Linked DNA regions of Hordeum vulgare: region 2 is linked to region 1. The links are chromatin contacts, called in public Hi-C maps. All regions are on one chromosome and are shown on one strand. Each heading gives the region's core, a stretch centred on a gene start, on an enhancer-like site or on the middle of the called end of the contact. The rest is flanking DNA. Distances are from core to core; before and after follow the strand shown.

The links. Hi-C and Micro-C count contacts between places; a contact is called where the count stands out from the background.
Region 2: a Hi-C map of leaf shows a contact between it and region 1, with 8 times the contacts expected there. The contact joins the promoter of LOC123407616 here to the promoter of LOC123409909 in region 1. A contact is called at or near these places in 5 of 6 Hi-C or Micro-C datasets (leaf and seedling) and 1 of 1 datasets of contacts at active chromatin or transcription factors (embryo).

Annotation. Positions count from the first base shown.
Region 1 is chr7H:75,468,300-75,470,999 of MorexV3_pseudomolecules_assembly, reverse strand. LOC123409909 reads left to right here and starts at 1,277. Exons shown (of 19, transcript XM_045102783.1): 1 at 1,277-2,525. The coding sequence starts at 1,529.
Region 2 is chr7H:75,942,586-75,945,285 of MorexV3_pseudomolecules_assembly, reverse strand. It overlaps LOC123407616 (WAT1-related protein At1g44800-like), which reads left to right and starts at 1,356. Exons shown (of 6, transcript XM_045100783.1): 1 at 1,356-1,929. The coding sequence starts at 1,736.

The sequences.
Region 1 (2,700 bases), core at 28-2,527:
CCGTCACATAATGTGTCAAAATTAGTTAAGATATATTAAGACAATTTGAGCGTAAATATCATGACAATTTATGTGAGATAGACATGGCAAATTTTGACCAAAAAATAAATCGTTGAAACACATCGATATAAGATTTAGTATTGAAGAATCGTGAGGGATTTAGTTATGAAAACGAATGTTCAATCGGATTTTCCACTTAAAAATAAAATATTAAAAAAATTAGAAATCCTAAAAGATTCTGACATACGTGCATGGAGTGATGTGGTAATCTTTGGCTATAGAAACGTCGGGTCCGCCTCACTTCCTACGACATGTGTGGCAGATATCAACGTCCAATAAATAACCTAGAGAATAATTCGTAATTAAATATAAATAAACTCTCTACATTTGAAATTGTTTTGACGAAGTCTTTACGAGCCCGAACCCGGCAGGTGTGTTCGTCATTTCGCACTGGTGGCCGAGGCCCACTTGGTGGGTTGGCCATGCAGCGTAATGGGCCAGCCTCATTGTTGGTACTTCGTGCGTATCCTAGCAGAACCGCGCAGTCCAACGGCTCCCATAAAGGAGGAGAACCGGGCCCAACCTGCCATTGACCGGCATCACGTGAAAGGGAGGCCCCAACCGTTTCCAAATCTGTGGCCGTGCAGGCGTACGTGTGTGCGCAGTCGCCCGCCCAGCCCCACCAAGTGGGCCCGCCTCGAGTCACCGGCCACCACGCGTCCCGTCACCTACCCGCCAACCCGGTAAACCGAACCCAGGATCCGCGGCCACGTAGCGACACCCGGGACCACACGTCAGCCATGCAACCAGAACCGAATCCCTTGAGGAGACCACGACGCCCTCGACGCGAAATTGGTCCGGCCACGCGACCTGTCTCACCGACAGCGCGGGACCTCCCCCGCAGCCAGGCTGCGCGCAGGCGCGCGGGTCGGGTGTACGTGGCGTTTACGGCGACGGGCACCTTTCACGAGGCACGAGCACGACGCTCCGAGGCCCAGCCCACTACGACGGGGCAGACAAACGGGCGCCGCGATTTTTTTTTTACGCAGAAGCAAAAGCAACCGTCTCTCTCTCTCTCTTCCGTCTTTCTCCCTCTCCCGCTGGCGGATCTGAACTCCCCCAAAAATCGTGACCCGAGAGAAACCCTAGCCCCCAGAGGTTTTCCGCCCCCACGACCGCCGTGGCGCCTCGCCGGAGAGCGCGGCCCGCCGCCGACGCCGACGCGGCCCCGTCCTCCCCGGACGCCGGCGACGATGCGCCGCTCGCCGGCGACGACGCCGACGCGGCCGCCGGAGCCTCGCCGGAGGCTGGCGGCGTGTCCACGTCCGAGCAGGCGAGAAAGGCGCTGTCGCTGCGCTCGCCGTTCGACGGCGAGGAGGCGGCGGCCCGGAACCCTCTGCTGCCCGCGCGGGTCGTCAGATGGGCGGTGGTCGGCGACGCGCGGAGGAAGCACAAGAAGGCCCAGCCGCCGGATCCTGCAGCTGCTGTGGAGCAGCCCAAAGCGAGATCCAATGCTTTCTGGGACAGGATGGAGCCTTACTTCCGGGATATGACGTTGCAGGATTTGGAGATGGCAGAGCCCAAGCCTCTCTCCAGCTCCAGCTGGCTCGATCCATGCCTCCTCGTGCCGTTTGTGGGCAGTGGCAAGGAAGTGTTGGGGAGACATGTTGATCCGTCTGATGCGGCCGTGGTCGCCGAAAACTCGAATTCAAACTCGATGGAGTTGGAGAACGGCATGGTGCATAGCAAACATGATCCACATCAGAGCTCAGATTTTATTTGGAACAGTACGGAGCTAGTCAATAGCAATGGGACTAGTGAAGAGCACTGTGTACGGGATATGCAGGAGGTGATTTTGCACCAAGACGAGCAGCCCTTGGTAATTGAACTAGATCCAGGCAAGAGAGATGGTGTTGTTTTACCAGGCCGCAACGACAATCCGGACTCCTCATTGAATTGGCTCCTCGGAGCAAGAGGACGGGCTGTGCTCACTTCGGTGCGCCCAAACAAGAAGAGGAAGCTGCTGGGTGCAGATGCTGGGCTTGAGCAGCTTGTGGTCCTGCCACCCTTGGAAAGTGACTCTGGTTCAAGATGTGATGTATGTTGTTTGGGAGAGAGTGATGCTGCATCCAATAGGATGCTCCAGTGCAATAGCTGCAAGGTGTCGGTGCACCAGAAGTGTTACGGTGTGCAGGTCGAGCCAGATGGCTATTGGATGTGTGCCTTGTGTGAACGGAGGTTGACACAGAGTGATGCAGGCAGGATTGCGTTTATGCCTTGTGTGCTTTGCTCAACGGAGAAAGGTGCTTTGAAACCTGTAAAATGTGAGCCTGGTGGAATTGCAAATGGGGGCAACCTGAATTTTGCACACTTGTTCTGTAGTCTATGGGCACCGGAGGTTTTTGTAGAGGACACGGACTCAATGGAACCGATCACAAATATCGGTGACATCCCAGAGAAGCGGACAAAAATGGTCTGCACTATTTGCAAGATTATGCGTGGTGCATGTGTTCGATGTAGCCATGGTATGTATTTCCACTCTGTCACATGTAGAAGTGTGATCCTTGTGTATACCAGAAAGCCTCTAATTTATGGGATACATTGCACCTCATGGCATTGCTCTATAGTGAAATTCTACTCCTAAATATTTCACCTAGTTTTCTTTCTTCTTATGCTGCTTTGTCTCACTGAAATGGTACA
Region 2 (2,700 bases), core at 107-2,606, 470 kb before region 1:
CACCAAAGTTCATCGTAGCTTTGTGACTTCCCTTGTGTATGTCAGAGGATTCGGCTCCGGCCATGGGCTCAACTAAGTTACTTAACTAACAACCACAACCCTCTCCCTGACCTAGCCCTCTTGTGCCTCGCCGACCACCTCCTCAGTGTGCACATTGCACACAGCCACACACAGAGAGTGTTGACACACGCCGCTCTAGCCCTCTTCATCTTCTCATCCGCTCCGGCTCCACACCTCCTTTGCCACTATTTGTCTTTCATACATGCATCAATTGTTGTGACGTGATAAAACTAAATATTGACCGTGTGTTCTTTAGCATGCGAGACCTGTGTTTGTTGTTGCAATTTCGTACCGGTGGGGGTGGGGAAAGTAAACAACAAACACCTTGCCACAAGGGGCTGCAGCTGGTTCATCTGGCCATGTCGAAATGGCATTACCTCTAACAGAGAATGAAAGAGCACGTTGCCCCCCATCGTAAATTATTCATTGTAGTATGTAAAGATTTTGGGATCTTGGGAATCACAGGATGTCACTCAATCGACATGCGACAAGCTCACCTTGGCGGTACATGTGGGCAGGAGTGTTGAAGCCTGACCTACCAACGATGACCGAAACGAGGTCGTTTTTTAGTTGGTGATTTGCTGTCATGACACCCCTATTAAGACCTCATCTAAGGCAGCGTCCGTACTCGTGTTTCACTTGTTTGAACTTGTCGTTCGTTGGATTTGTTGGTTGTGTGCATCGTGTATTACTACTAGGTACTAGCACGATTTCGGATGTTTTCCTCTTGCAACTACTTTCTCCGTCTCATATTAATTGACGCCCAGACAAATGTATCTATACTACTACTACTATCATCTAGTAGATGCGGCTACGAGAATGAAGTCACATTTTCCGCGGCGTTACGTGGACATGAGAATTCGAACCCAGCTAGCTGGCCTGGCGGTCGAAGTTACTGCTGCCATGACTCCCAGAGCCCCCACCGCAACGTGGTTTCCTTGCTTGCAGCTGCCCCATTGCAGTAACATTTCGCACCTTCTTCATAGTTTCGGGAAAAGGAAATGCTCTGTTTAAGGCTAGGGATAAAAACAAAAAATGCTTGACGACATGCAGGCAACATCTCGTACCGCCGGGCGTCTCCTCCGTTGCTGACTTGTTGCCGGCACAGGACAGGAGGCAGTGCAGAGCAGGCGAGGTAAGGCGAGAGGTGGATGGGCGACGTCGACGCGCACGTCCCGGCCACATTCCCCGAGCCAATAATCCATCCGGTGGAACGCCCGATCGCAACCCGTGGCGCCCGGCGGAGCGCAGCATACTCAAATGGAATTGCAGGGAATTTTTCGGTGCACGGGTGACTCGGGATCCATCCATCCATCCATCCATCCGTCTCCCGTCGACACCACCACACCACACCACACACGCACACCAACTCCTACTACTACCAGCAGAGGAGCACTGTGGTGCGGTGCGCGGGCCAATGCATGCCGATGGAGCTGACCGGCTGACCTCACCCCGCACAGACCTGTGCCCCCCTTATAAATAGCCCCGCCCGCCGGCCTCATCCTCCATCGCCGCGTACCGCAGCCGTCTTGAGCTCAGGAGCCACCCACCAGCCGCAGCCTCACACGCACGGGCCTTCGTACGTGGTGAGCTGTGTGCTTGAGCCTCGTTCCATCCATCCATCCATCCATCAACCATCCGTTTGTGCGTGGGAGGAGAGGGCGAGCGAGCAGCCATGGGGGTGGGGAAGAAGGTGCTGAACGACGTGAAGCCGTACATGATGATGATCCTGCTGCAGATCGGGTACGCCGGGATGTACATCGTCTCCGTCGCCTCGCTCAAGCGCGGCATGAGCCACTACGTCCTCGTCACCTACCGCAACCTCGTCGCCACGCTCGTCATGCTCCCCTTCGCCCTCGTCTTCGAGAAGTACGTACTACTGCCTTCCTTCCTTCCTTCCTTCACCCCCATCTCTTGCGTGCATCTGCATGCACTCTGTCGGAGAAGAGGGTTTTACATGCATGCATGCATGCACACTGACGGACGGTACGTAGGGTAGCCTAGCTAGCCGAGCGAGCTTCCACTGAAGATTCTTCAAGAAGCCCAGTTCGTTGTTGTTTCATCAATCAGTTCCAAGTGCATGTGGTTATTATTAGTTATCAGCCAAAGCCAAAGTTAAATCTTAAATGGTTGTGAACATTATCTGTTGGTTCGTAGTTTCAATCAATCAATCACTAGCACGTAACGTAATCAAGCACTAGATGCACAGTTGCACACTGGTGCGGGACACCGGGAACGCGCACCTATCGCATCCCAGCTACGCCCAAGTCTTTCTTTTAGCGCTAGAACCACAGCCAGCCACATGTATGTATGTATGTATGTATATTCATTTAAGCTTTTCCGTAACATCGGTCAGTCAGGAGTCATGGATTAATCTATGCCGAACCGACACATGCACCCGGCCCCGACAACCTTTGCTTCCATGTGCGTGTAACCGCACTGGGCTAGCTACCACTTTCTTTCTTTTAAGCAAGCAAAGATTTTATTAGCTTGATGCCAATTGCTATTGCCCAACTCCGGGCTGTGCTTTCAATTAAGTTTCATGATACTACTATGATAAACTTGCCGTAGCTAATTTGTCTTTGGCGTGTTATATACGTACGGATCGAGTAGCTGACGGCGACTGATTGTCTGTTATGT